Regions from separate parts of the Mus musculus genome. Here region 1 is linked to region 2. The links are chromatin contacts, called in public HiChIP or PLAC-seq maps. All regions are on one chromosome and are shown on one strand. The core of a region is the stretch at or near the end of the contact, and the rest is flanking DNA. Distances in the headings are between cores, read along the strand shown. Region 1 holds the start of 4930570G19Rik (RIKEN cDNA 4930570G19 gene). Region 2 has its middle 180 kb from the start of Gm33311.

What was found. HiChIP or PLAC-seq counts read pairs in DNA pulled down with a chosen protein or histone mark.
Region 1: an H3K27ac HiChIP or PLAC-seq map of embryonic stem cells shows a contact between it and region 2, with 5 read pairs. The contact joins the promoter of 4930570G19Rik here to the enhancer-like site in region 2. A contact is called at or near these places in 4 of 39 promoter capture datasets (embryonic stem cells, hippocampal neurons, pre-B cells and 1 more) and 2 of 115 datasets of contacts at active chromatin or transcription factors (embryonic forebrain and embryonic stem cells).

Annotation. Positions count from the first base shown.
Region 1 is chr3:156,556,098-156,563,459 of GRCm38.p6, forward strand. It overlaps 4930570G19Rik (RIKEN cDNA 4930570G19 gene), which reads right to left and starts at 5,590. Exons shown (of 4, transcript NR_040399.1): 1 at 5,379-5,590. Negr1 (neuronal growth regulator 1) reads left to right here and starts at 5,697. Exons shown (of 7, transcript NM_001039094.3): 1 at 5,697-6,255. The coding sequence starts at 6,098.
Region 2 is chr3:156,198,610-156,205,847 of GRCm38.p6, forward strand. No RefSeq gene overlaps it. Among named protein-coding and RNA genes, the nearest start is that of Gm33311, 180 kb to the right of the region's middle. Within about 2 kb of position 1,367, at least 9 of the 459 cell types and tissues checked have an H3K27ac peak or open chromatin away from gene starts, as enhancers often do. A contact at or near this core is called in embryonic stem cells, where this site is marked.

The DNA.
Region 1 (7,362 bases), core at 4,340-6,839, 360 kb after region 2:
TGAGCACTATCTGTTGAACTTTCGTGCACCATTGTTGAAACGTACCCTGGTGTATTTGTTTAGCTTTGTTTTCCAGACCCTGTATTATTACATCATTTAATGTACACACTACACCATAACTCTCTTCATGGGGATAGGCTTATGACTTTAAATGAGAAGGTATCCGGGCCCCAACTTGGTTACCATGCCCAGTATTTATTAGCAGTGATATTTTAGTCTTGTTGCCAACTGACTTGGTATAGGATCATGAGAGACTGAGGATTGTGTCCCCGAGTTTTTTAGAGAGGATCAGCTGATGGGAAAAGACTCAGCCTGAAGGCTGGTGGAAAGATCCACAGGCTGGAGACCTGGATGCTGTAGAAGAGGAAACAGCAAAGATGCTGGCAGCAGAATGAACACCCTCAGGACCAGGAGCTGAGGAACTCTGCTATTTTGAGTAAACTAATGGAGGTGATACAGATAGAGTTCTTGGGGGGTGTTTGGGAGCAGGTGACTCTCTCTACAATATGTATAGAAGTGTATACACAGCCCAATGCTTTATTAAAGTTTCCTTTAGTATGTTTCTTAAAGTGATTGTTTTCAGAACAAAAGAAAACAGTGTAACAAATCTGGTAGGCTATTGTAAATTCTGAAAGGTTTTCATATAGTTTGTTAAATTTCAGACATGGGCACTTTCCTCTAGTCTTCACTTTTTTATGAGCATCATAATCCACACAGCAAGAGTTACAACAGTTCAGAGGTTTCTAGAATTCCTTTTGACTTTTTAACCTATTTAATTATCGATGGTTTTCATGTTTCTCTTTTACAAAATTAGGAGTAATAATTATTCCAAATGAAAGCTGCCAATTCCAGTCAAAATGCCGTAAGTTTACAAAGTAAGCAGCCCTCTTTCACAGACACGAAAGACAGAGAAAGTGTCAAAGAACAAAGGAAGAAGGAGGTAGTTATAAAGACAGTAAATGCACAAAATAAACATGTTTATATTGAGTAAGAACTTTTGACAAATTATGAAATAGAACAATAAAATGGTATACTTATTTGGGAATATAACATTATTAGTTTTTCACCATATAATTGAAAACATCAAATTTGATGTTTCTGTTTTAATTCATATACCAGATGCTCCTACAAACTTTTGAAAGTGAAAAGGATCATTAAGATTATTACATGAAAGTTATTGCTTATAACCCATGAAAATATGCAATGAAATGTAGTTAAATCTCTCATCTTACAAGCAAAAAAGAATAAAGATTTTAGTGTTTGAGAATGTTTTTTCTCTCATACTTAGATGATTCCCAGTTGAAGTTCTTAGATTACATTTGTGGCATCTCTCTGGAATGTGGGGAACTTTGGGGAACAACTTGGGCACCATCCCCACCCACCCTAGCAGCTCAGAGACCTCTGTGCTGCTGTGACTCACTGCTTAGATGGAATGACACCACCACTAGCCAATAACTCCCCTCCCTTTTATTTGATATTCATTTCTCAGTCTGCCTACCCTGTAGGTCTAATGTAAGAAAGACGGGCACAGAGGCACCTCTTCCTGGAAGGCAGTTAATTACTTAAAGCTGAGACTTGTCATTTTAACTCTGATCTAAATCTAAGAGGTCCCTCCCCTTCACCTCCTTCACCATAGCCATTAGCAAAGAACCACACGTGGGGAAAGCACACATAGCACACACTAAGAAGAGCTGGCCACAGTGTATGGCCACAGCACAGTACACGAGGGACATGATAAGGAGTTCAGTTGGGGCTAATTATTACCCCCCTTCCATTCATCTAACTGGATCTCCTCAAGGAATCAGGGCCAAGAATCTGCTAGATGAGGAGTACTTCTGTCTCTGTAAACTTCAAGGCAGTATGGGTGTGGGCCACAGCACTGCCTCATCAGTGTGTGTGCGCACTCTCAAGTGCGTGTGTGTGGGGGGGCAGGGGGTTCATACACAAATGTCTATACTTATGACCTCTGACTGAATGGTCAGTTCTTAACTTGCAATGGTTTGCTTCTGTGAGGCAGGATATTTAGCAATGTCAGTGAATAATAGCACAGTGGCTAAGTCCTGGTGCTGTTAACTTTTACCTACTGAGGTTGCAGTGCTACTGAGTGAGCATTTACCAAAGCAATCCTAGTTGCCTGTTTCCAAATTTTTAAGGGGGCTAGGCTGAGAATCTCTAATAATTCCCTAAGGGTGGTGGTTCTGTTGGTTTGTTTTTAATGTTTCACAATGACTTGAAAATCCATCAAACTTAAGCCTATTTAACTCAAAATGAATCACTGTGCAAGTGAGAGACCCTTAGCCTGGTTGGACAGTGCTCTGACTGATGCCTTCAAGAACTACAATATACTCTTACTCTCAGGGCTTTCAAGTGGATGCTAGGTCCTGTCCTGCCTAAGATTTTTCTGCCCTATATTTTCATAATATCGATCTCATTTGCACCACCAAACCTTAAATGAAAATTCTAAAGACATAACAGTCTCCTTTCCAATATACCACGGAGTGTTTAAAAACATAGGCCATAGGTAAGAGGAAAAATCAGTGTAAACCGATGGACAAGTATCTACCATCACTACTTGGCTCTACATGGCTGTTCCACATCAACTCCATATTGGTACTTTCAATTCTTTATATGGAGGAACTTGAGGTTTAGAAACAGCGAAATGCATGCTTACAAAGTAAGACACCCCATGATATCTGACCTGGGTACCATCCCATGACATCCTCTCAGGTAGTCACCATCCATTTGAAGACAGTGTGGCCTTCTATTCTACAGGTAGGGTTTTCTACCATTTTCATTTTCTTACATGGTTTTACTCTATAGTTTCCTCAACAGGAGCAAAGAATTCCAGAGTTTATATCTCTACTGGGAAGAATTCAGAGGCCTCAGAAGCAAATGCTAGGAAACCTGAAAAATACCCTCAGATGTGAACCCTCAGAAGGGTCAAATGGTAAGCCTGCAATAACATGAGGATAAACTTATTTCCCATTTCCCTGTTTAATCAGAGGGCAGCATAAAAGCACTGGGCTAGAGCAACTGCCTGACATGCATTCCTTAATTGTGACATACTTACAAATAAACTCTAAGATCGCAACATTTATCACCTTGGCTTCTCTTTTGCTTACATTGGTTCTGTAAGAGTTAAGTATTTTCTGATCATCGACTAGAAGCCCAGATAGAAACCAGAAAGAGGAAAGGAAACTCATTGCCTTTAAATAGAAGTGGCTCCAGTTTCGGTCTAGGAGCCTGAAGGGTTGTTGTACATATTAAAATTGCTGTAGAGCTCACTCCCTGGCCACAGAATCCCCCCATCCTATCCAACACCCCCCACTACCACTGCTGAAGATGTTAGTTAGTCTCTGGGGAAAGCAGTTAGGAAAGGATGTCTTTCAGTGGCTTGTACTCTGAAGGCGCTGGCTCTTCCATCCCTGCATACAATATCCTTAAACTTTGGCTCAATGCCAGAAACTGAGGCTTCTGCCTCTTTTCATTGGCGTCTAGTTTATCGATAGCGAAATAATACCGCATGGAACTAGTTGGCCACGTAGTGGGAAGTCAAGCCTTCTAATACCTCGTTTGTCCTAGATAATTTTAAGCTTTATCCAGAGTGCACTGCCAAGAATGTTAAATGAAGTACACAAGAGGAGAGCTTTAGGTATCTGGCATCAATATTAGTGGGAGGCTGCCATTTGACAATAATTTCCCTAGCACAGCAGACGGTAAAGAAAAATGTTTTCATTCATCCGCAAATGACTAACATTTTATTGATGTTTCGAAATGCGGCTGAATACTACCGCACTTTCAATTCCCGAGCGGGTTCTGAGAATTAAGCCTGAATACTAATCACATCAGTAGCTCCTGCTGCAAACCTCTCCGTTAATTGCTGAGCCTCGCAGGGAATCTTCTGCAGGGTGGTGATGTTGCTTAGAGGCTCCTGGATAGTCAGTCTGGGTGGTCCCGGGTGATGTGAATTGCTGGCCCTACCCCATCTATCCTTAGACAACGTGATAAATAAAAATAAAAAATAAAAAGCCACCTTGGGTACCACCAACATCTATGACTCCTGCCTGCCTCATCAAGAGCTCAGTCTGGGGAGGAAGCCGGATGCTGACCCCTGCAGAGATCCTTGCTTCAGTGCGCTCTGCCGCGGGGCCCTGCTGGCGTTCAGAAAAAAATAAAAGAATAAAATAAATAAATAAATAAATAAATAAATAAATAAATAAAGGAGTTCAAATGAGCACCAGTGAAAGACGAATGTGTTTTGTAAATACCGCTACAGGCGGAAGGTGGGGGAAACCAAGTGGTGAGGGTAAGTTATTTCTAACCACCAGCTTCCCAAACTCCTCATGGGCACTGGAATCGCTGTTCTGGATTCAGATTCTCTCATTGATTTGCAAATCGCCTGGAAGACCTCTAGGATCTTAGGGTTGAAAATGAGTGCCAGAAAGGGGGTGGGGGGGGGGGAAGAGTGGACTATGGGGTGACCCCCGTGCCTTGTACCCTGTTTTGCCCTGACCTGGGCGTAGGCTAGCAGATCCGCGGGACACTGCTTGCCCCTTGAGGGGTTGAGGTTACTGCTCAAAGGATGCAGGTCCACCCCAACTGGGAGGCGGTGAAAAAAAAAAATACAACTGGGACTCTTTAAAGCCGAGGAATGCCTTGGCTTCAACCGAATGCGCAAGCCTTCCGCCCAGTAGGCTCAAATGGGTTAAACTGCCTCTTACATAACAGGACCGCCTAGCTCCACACAATTAAAACACTGATTGCAGCCTCCTCCAACTCTGCATCCCAGTAAGGCCCGCCCATCCCTCCCGTTGCGCCTGCGTGTCGCGCGCTCCCGGGCCCAGCACGCGCCCTGCACACTCCATCTCCCTCTCACAAGTGGACACTCTGTGCTGACACCACACGCGCACACACACTCATGCGCAAGTTAGTATCAAGACGCACAGAGAAGGGCAGGCGTTCTCCAGTACGCACAGGCGGACTCACACACGCACTAGCTTTCGGTCGGCATGCCCGAATCACTATACTGTCCCCGTAAAGCAGCAGCGCCGCCACAATCCCTGCTTATCTCCAAGAGAGGGTGAAAAGAAATACCCCCACTAAAGGAAAAATAAGGAACGGAGGGAAGGAAACAGGAAGGGGAGAGAAGAGAGGAGAGGAGAGGAGAGGAGAGGAGAGGAGAGGAGAGGAGAGGAGAGGAGAGGGGAGGGGAGGGGAGGGGAGGGGAGGGGAGGGGAGGGGAGGGGAGAGGAGAGGAGAGGAGAGGAGAGGAGAGGAAGAGAGAGAAGAGAGAGCTAACTGGCAGTTTATTAACAGCGCTATTAGCTAGTCAGGATTAAAAAAAAAATACAAGACAACAACAAAAAAAGCCAACTCACTCAGTCTCAGGCGTCATGATGGCGCCGACCCCAACTTGAGCACTTTAAAGTCGGGGGCCCGAGGAGCCGAAAGCACCAGAGGGCAGGCCTGGCCCTTATGCCCTGACTTCCCAGCCCCGCGGCTCGCAAAGCTCTCTAGTTCGCGCTGCCAAGCCGGACTAGACCTCGGCGTATCCTCAGTCGCCCTAGCTTCCCAGTCCCTCTTCTTTCCTCTTTTTGATCTATCTCTTTCGCTTCTCCGGCCCCCCTCCCTGCCTGGTCCTCCATCCCTGGGCGGGGTTGCTACGGAAACGGCCGCTTGGCAACGCGCGCGAGCCCGGGGGCCGCCGGCCGCTGCTGCGCCCCGCGCTGCCTGCGCCGCCTCCCGCGCTCTGCTCGCAGCCTCGCAGGACGGTGTGCGGCCGCCAGGGATTAGCCACGCTCCGGACGCGGCCGGGCGCCCCGAAGGAGGTGGAGCGCGGTGCCAGGGGGCGGGAGGGGAGGGAGGGAAGGCAAGCTGCAGAGGAGCAGAAAGGAGGCGAGGCCGGGGAAAGAGGGAAACTACGCCCGACAACTAGGGAGGGGGCGAGAAAGAGAAGAAACCCACCCACCCACTCAGAAAAAGGAAAAGAGGAAAAAAAATCTCGTGTGGCGCGCCGCCTGGTTATCGGGCAGCCTCGCCAGCAGCAGGGGGTGGGAGCCGACGCTGCCGGAGAGCGAGCAGCCTGGCAGGCACGGACATGGTGCTCCTGGCGCAGGGCGCTTGTTGCTCGAACCAGTGGCTGGCGGCGGTGCTTCTGAGCCTGTGCTCTTGCCTCCCGGCCGGGCAGAGCGTGGACTTCCCTTGGGCGGCCGTGGACAACATGCTGGTGAGGAAAGGTGACACAGCGGTGCTCAGGTAGGGACCGCGCGCCCTCTCTACACTTGCCTCAGTCTGTCTTTCCGTCCCTTTCCCTCTCTGCACCTTGCTTTACACCCAGAGTGAATCCTGCTGTTGCTCACGAGCAAAAACACCACACCTCAGGCTAGCCACGCATGACCCTTCCTGGGCTTCTCGGACCCCGGGGCAGGGGTCTGGCTGGATTAGGGAGAGAGGGAAAAGCGCTTTCCAAGCAGCCCGGGCTTAGGAAGTGTGGGGCTTGAAGGAGGGGCAGGTGCCACTTTGGAGCCAGGTCTCCGCTCTGCTGCCAGCGGTACTCCAGGAGTCTGACAAGTTTACAGGGCTTGTTTCTGCTTCACTCCGTAAGCGACTTTTCTCAACTGCTGGCTCTGTGCTCCATTTATTTTCCCTCTCACTTGAACAGTAAGATCCAAATATTCCATTCAGCTTTTTTCCCCCTCCTGTAGCTGCTTTCCTTCTGTGTTTCCCTCTTCCTCTGTCCCCTATCCCATTTCTCCAACTCCCTCTTCAGTCACCCCTATTGCCTCCAGTCTCTGGTTTACTCCTATGCTATAGTGTTCCCAGTGTTTCCCTCACACCTTAGTTCCTGTCATTCCTTATTCTCCCTGTTTTTCCAGATTTCCCTTTCCACTAATTTCCGGTCCTCACCATAGCCCTTGTCTTCCCCTCCCAGACCATCATCTGTCTCCAGCTTTGCCTCCCATGCACTTTTCTGTCACACCCACACTCAAGGTCCAGTACCATATTCAGATCCCATAAATCTCGATTTTATGAGCACACTCCCTCTCAGCTCTCCCATCCTCTCATACACTGGCACTTCCCTCCTGTGAGAAATGATTCACACTCAGAACCCCCCCCCCCAGTGTTTAAAGGATGCACACTCCACACTCACTCCACACGTGCACCCCCCAACCCCCAACACACACTTCCCTTTCTCTTCTGTCTGTAGTTTTGCCTCTTGTCTTCCCCTATTTTCACTGAGCTGAGCATGAACAGAGTGTTTGTCGGTGAAAGGTCTCCCTAGCCTGTTTTCCTCAGAAGCCACACTACCAAGTATGCCCAGGGGAAGATTTCCTTTCCCATTGGATATAAATTGATGACCAG
Region 2 (7,238 bases), core at 117-2,616:
TTGAGCAGAATCATACTGTGTATGTATGCCACATTTTCCTTATTTGGTGTTCACCTATGCTGATTTTATTTCCTTTCTATTTTGAATAGAGAAGCAGATGAGCAAGGGTGAGCAATCCTTTGTGAATGTGTGTACTGGAATGACAGTTCCATGTTTGACTTTCTGAGGAACCTGCCCACCAATTTCCACAGGGGTTGTAATACTCCCAACACCAGTTAGTTCCTTATCACCCATCTTCTTGCTCCAAGAGTTCTCCCTCTGCACCTGCAGGAAGTGCTTCACCACAGCCTACTTCTCTATTTTCATCAAGAATACTTCACATTCTCATGTAAGGACATGTTCTGAGCAAGGTAGGCTCAGCATTAAAGAGCAATGTACTGTCTTTTTGTACTGGTTCCCTAGGGTGCAGTGCCCCTACTGACCTATGACTGTTTAAGTCCCTGGTCTTTATTGCTTGTCTAAGGGAGACAATGCAGTATTCAAAACAGAAGTTCAATTTGTAATGCATATTCTAATGTTAGAATGTGTTAAAATGGGGTAATTGGCATCTGAGAAGAGACCCTGGGACCCTCATTGGCCTAACTGGTTAAAAACTCTGTAAAACACTAGGAGCCCAAGATGCACACATACTCTGTCACTTCAGATCAGGATACAAACTTTTATTAGACACCTCCTATCCATCATTTTGATATTAGAAATCCAAGAACTTAGAACCTTGAAGAAATGAATGAAACTCTTTACAAACAAACTTGCAAACGTGAAAGAATACTCTGAAGACTTTTTAAAAAGAGCAGAAACAGATCATGTGCGTCATGATTAATTGTGTGTGTGAAGTTGGAAACCTTTCTTAATATCCAGGTCACATTTCCAAATAGATATATTTTTTTTTGCTATTATCTAATTGCAGTACATTTGATTATGCCAAGGACCAGACTCAGCTTGGAGCAGGGTTCCTGAGAGAGGGATGTCTGGGAATGGTGAAGTAAATGTCTAGAAGTCAAATCAAGGGTCCAGGCTGATGACTTATGATCTATTTGAGACAGCTTTTCAGATTGATCACTCTTTCTGTGTGTGTTCTGCTTGAGACAGTTTTCTCTTGCTATTCTAAAAACTCTGGACAGCTCATCTTCTCAAGATCAAAAGCCCAGTCTTTTATTTACATATTAATGCAGTCTTTACCCTTTTGATTATCCCATGAAAGAGCATATCACAGCCCCAGGATTCTTAGAAAGAGACAAAAAACACAAGCACAGACAATAAGACAGCTGAGTGGGACCCCACCCTGAAATTATCATTCCTACCATGCTTGGGCCTGGACCTTAAACTCCCACCTTATAGACTGACCTTGAATTCAGGAATCTGCATGCCTTTCTAGGCTTAAACAACAACAATACAGTTGAGTGGGCTCTAGTCCTGTGATCACCACTCCCTACATCTCTTTATCTTCCTCCTTAGTATCTTTCTGTCAAGTTGGCTCATAGTGTAGCTGCCATCTGTGAAGCTCTTTATACAATTCATATTGCATTCATATATTCTGCATAGTTGAGAAATTATATATTTTTGAACTCATGTTTTTAGAGTTCTTTCTCATAGCCTTAAGGGGTGTCCTAAAGGTTACATCATTTCACTATTTTGCTGAATCATTAGACACACCCTCAGCTTCCAGACTCTTGCTGTCTCTGATTATCATGGTGTCATTAACCTTGGCAGAGTGGCATTCCTTGAAGGAGGAGAGTTAAAATACATACATTATTATACAAACAAGCCTTAAGCCCACAGCAACCATCAACACCCTGTGGAGGCCCACATCTTGCTGGCTCTGTTCTAGGGACAGGAACCATATCATTCTGTTCCTTATATGTCCAAGCAGGACTCATCATGACTGAGTTATAGAAACAAAAAGGACAGAAAACATACCAAGATGGTAAACTGAAATGAAACACTCAAAGAGCAATGGTGTTGACCAGAAAACAGTTTTTTAGATCATAATCTAAATCCAGGTAGATACATGGAATTTTATGGGTCCCATCTGTCCCTAAAACTTTTATCTCAGATCCTGTCTTCTTCCATGTTTGTGTGTTCCTTCATCAATCTCTAAATCCCTACCTTGTGCCGAATGACTTGGTTGCCTAATTTCTGAGATTCTGGTTAGCTCAACTGCAGTCTGCCTTACATTGTTTTCTTTGGAGTTGGCTGAATATTTTATCTGTTTTTCTCGTTCATCCTGTGTTAAACCTGAGGACTGAGTAAAAATCATAGAAAGCCCCACTGTACCTAAGAGGGAAGTAAGACAGTACACAAGATTGACAGTAACCATGTTGCCACCCCTTTGGTGGGCATTTGTTGCCCTAAAAGGCTTCCAGTAATTAAATTAATATTTCAAAGTCCAGGAGATGTTCTAGAGTTTAGTAGTATTGTCAATTTTCTTTTTCAAGTCTCAACCCTACAAAATGAGTGGACAGCATTCTGGAAAGAGAAAGAAACTTTCCTCCCCATCTAGTAATGAAGACATTTTTAAATCAATGATTGAACATGATTTTCAAGGTGGTAAAAATCTAATGTGTTTCTCTGCTTTTTACATTAAGGTAACGATTTGGCAGTCACAAAGCAATCTTGGCCATGTATCTGAAAACATAAAACCCAAACACTTGTAACTGCCAGGTCTCTAATTTTCTGCTTGTCACACCGAGGTGTACAAACTAGGAAGATAGTCTATTTTGTGTAACTTCAGTCAGCCACAGCAGCTAAGATGGAATTTTATGTGGCCTATTCCCACCTATAGGTTCCCAACAGCTTCCTACTCTCACTGTGTACTATAAAGAAACAAAATACTCATAACCTGACAACAGAAAAAAAAAAAAAAACAAAAAACAAAACAAAAAAAAAAAACAGAATCTTGCCTGGAGAATGAATGGCCCTCCTCATAAATTTTACAGATTAAAAGCTATTTATCTGTAATAAAAATGTTTAAATATAATTATTTGTACAGCAATTAAAGTATTGTGTTGATTTGTAATCAACTTGGTATTTTTAGGAATAAATCATGGGCTAAAGAGTTCAATCCCAGCACTTGGGAGACAAAGAAAGGCAGATTTCTGAGTTCGAGGCCAGCCTGGTCTACAGAGTCAGTTCCAGGACAGTCAGGGCTACATAGAGAAACCCTGTCTCAAAAAAACAAACAAAAAAAACCAAACAAACCAAAAAAAAAAAAAAAAACCAAAAAGAAATGTGTGTGTGTGTGTGTGTGTGAGAGAGAGAGAGAGAGAGAGAGAGAGAGAGAGAGAAAGATCACACCTTCAAGTACTATGTGTAGATCTACAGCAGCAACCTCTCTCCTCTCTGAAGAACAGAGTTGGGTTCTCATGCTCTGTGACTCACACGCTGATAAAACAGTCAGTGGACAGAATGTGGGCCTGCTTCCTTGAATGGAAGTCAAACATGCTACCATGTCAACTGCCTCTTATAAGATTGTAAAATACATCTTGAAAAAAAAAAGTTATGATGCCCATAAAGGATGATTTATAAGAGCATTGCAATGGAGACTCAATGGAGAAGGAGAAATTTGGTGATTAACTTCAACAAGAACTATGGTTTTCTATCAAGGAATGTTTCATGGGTAGCAGTACCTGTAGATTGGAAAATTTCTAAGGCAAATTACAGGGGTAAATGGAATCTCCAATTGACATATTCCACTAAGGATAGTCTGTGTTGAGAAGACAAAGCTAGAAGTAGGTGATAAGTTTTAGGCACAGAGATGGACAGAAACAAAGGAAGAATGATGTCTGGCTCATTGACCTTAATTCTACAAGGACACTGAGAGTGAAACAAAATTCAGGGTATATTGACCTTAATTCTACAAGGACACTGACAGTGAAACAAAGTTCAGGTTAGGCCAACAACAGGCTTAACTCTGATCAAAGCTGGATCAAAGCCAGTATCTGTCAGATATTATTAATTTAGAAACATATATGATTATACTGAGCGTCTTCTGAGCAGCCTTTGTTTAATGACTGATGGATTAAAATCAATTTTCACATCCTTTCCCTTGCTCCTAAGTTTTGCTCTGAATTTGAGCTGAAGAGAAAAAAAAATTTCCACATTACTTAAGGACGAAGGTGGTATTTGTAACAGATAAAAGGCATAAGTGATAACAGTTCCTAAGGAAAGAAATCATTTGAGTAAATGTCTGAAACATCTAACAATGATTCTCTGGGCCATTAACCACCAGAGCAGTTTACATGTCTTATAGGAGAAAAGTGAGCAAACTGGATCTTGGTTGTTGTTTCCATACCAACTCTACTGAAAGTTTAAGTGAGCCACAGTTTACCAACATTTTCAAAGCCCTGAATAAATAAAGACAAATGAGATTAATAATGAGTTTAAAATTGACAAAAATCATTAGTCTACAGAGATGTTTCTGTGTATTTAGATCCCATCTGATATCCACCATGTTACTGCTCATGCCAATGTAGATGCCGGCAATTAGCTGTGAGCTGCCGTAGCCCTGTTAGCCGAAACACAGATCAATGCTGCTATTATGAAGACAAAATCAGCACACCAAAATGCTTTCCTCACGCTGTCTAACATCATCCATATTGATGTTTTCTGTCAATATATAATAATACACTGTCACACTTGATGGGACAGGAGGAACCGATTACACAGAAATTGTACTGGAATATGTTTTTAGGCATTGTTTCTCAGCAACAGTGTAATCAAAGTGCTTATTGATTCAGAAACTGACTGCCTGTCCCCACACGATGTACGAGGCAGCAGCATATGTTACTTATTCTTATTCATTTCACAGTTGTGTTTAAAGGTGTTAATAAAAGGAAAAAATATGTAATTCATTCTTGTATTCCCCTCTTGTCTTTACTTCTTTGGCAAAATCCATAAAATTGTCAATGATTCTTCACCTTCTGTCTACAAACCTGAAGGTTTTGTTTTTTATGATTCATCTATGAATGATCCTATTTCCTTAACTGTTTTCCTCACCCTAATCTGAAAGATTATCTTCTCTTATCTAGATCTAGGTTGCTCGTCTGTACTTGTAGCCAATTTTCATGTCGTCTCACTGAATTACCAAAACACCAGTATCTAGATGCTACACTTCCATTCAGAGTATACATATGTGTGTATGTGTGTGTGTGTGTATGTATGTATGTATATATATATATATATATATATATATATATATATATATATGTTTGTGTGTGTGTGTGTGTGTGTGTATGTGTATATATGTATGTGTATGTATGTATATATGTGTATGTGTGCATGTATGTGTTTGTGTATATATATGTATGTATGTATTTGTATGTGTGTATGTATGTGTGTATGTATGTATGTATATGTATGTGTATATATGTATGTGTGTATATATGTATGTGTGTATATATGTGTGTATGTATGTGTGTATGTATGTATGTATGTATGTATGGTGGGAAAGTTCACAATGTATTCCAAAGCTCAATATTTTACCATTTTCTGAATCTCTTCCACCCAAGCATGTTTCATTCTCAGCCAGGCTTTGTCTCCTATGACATTCCTGTCTTCAAGTGGCCATTTGCCATCTTGAGATCTTGAAAGACACCCCTTTCTCTATTATTTTGGGTACCTCCTATACACTATAAAGCCAAATTTCCATTTGAGTGTTTGTGATGGTTATGATTAGATGTTAACTCAACCAAATGCTAGAATTCCTTGGGATACAGGTCTTTGGCCATGACTGTCAAGAATTTCCCTAACTGAGTTAATGGAGATATAAAGAACTATCATGAATGTGGGTGGAACCCATGAGCTATAATCTGCTCCACATGGAAAGGAAAAATAAAGCTGTACATGACATATACACTCATCGTCTGCTTTCTGCTCTTTAATGCCTTGGGCTCCGGCCCCTGAGGCTCCCCATCAATGATGGGCTGGAGCTTGGAATTTGGGCATCACAGCAACAGCAATAGTAGCTAAGTCTGTTTTTAAGTATACTGTTGTAAACTTCACTGATGTGTTCTACATTTATTTCCTTTGTAGTAATTATGAAATGAAGAGGGCATATTTTGTATGTAAAAGTTTTAGTCATGAATTATTGAGCTTTATAATCATAGCTGATTGGGATTTGAATGCTGTCATGGTACATTCCCACTGTGTGTCAACCCAGCTTCATAAGCAGTTGTTCATATACTACAAGTCCTCAGAAAATACTTTCTTCTTAGTGATTTAACAAGTACTCAGTCAATAAGACACACAGTGAAGTCTGTTTCGGTCTCCTCTCAGCACCATGAGAAATACCTTTGGAAACATCTTGAAAGGAGAGAAGCTGCATTTCTTCTTTTTATTGGGTATTTTATTTATTTACATTTCAAATATTATCCCCCTACCCAGTTTCCCTGCTGAAAACCCTTATCCCACCTCCCCTCCCCCCTGCTTCTATGTGGGTGCTCCCCACCTACCCACTCCTGCTTCACCGCCCTAGCATTCCCCTATACTGGGGCATCAAACGTTCACAGGAAAAAGGCCGTCTTCTGCTACATATGCAGCTGGAGCCATGGGTCTCTCCATGTGTACACTTTAGCTGGTGGTTTAGTCCCTGGGAGCTCTGGGGTACCACCTATCCATGTCCAAAATTTTAACCCAGAATTTCTCCTGTCTAAAGAAAATACAGCGACAAAGAGTGGAGCAGAGACTGAACGAAAGGCCATCCAGAGACTGCTCCACCTGGGGATCTATCCCATATGCAGACACCAAACCCAGACACTATTGCTGATTCCAAGAAGTACTTGATGACAGGAACCTGATATAGCTGTCTCCTGAGAGGCTCTGCTAGAGCCTGACCAGTACAGAGAAGCTGTGTTTCTATTCATGCCTTCAGAGTTTCAGTGTGTGACCACTTAGCTTTGTTGATTTCAGGACTGTGGTAGAAGAAAGTTCATGATTGTGAATATGTGGTGAAGTAAATTGGATTACTTCGGGGTCACCAGGAGGCAGGAGGCAGAGAATGAAAAGTAAGTAGTGCCTGAAGAAGTTCTCAAAGATGTACCCTGAATGAACCCACCAACTGCAATCGGGCACTACCTGCTCTGACTCCATCAATGATTCTTTCTCATCTCCATATAGCCAGCCACTGGGGACTATATTGTTAATACCGGAGATTTGGTAGGTATGGTTTTAACCTTTTTATGTCTAAAACATAGCAGAGCATCAATAATGCAAAGAATAAGGTGTCTCCTAAGATCAAGGGT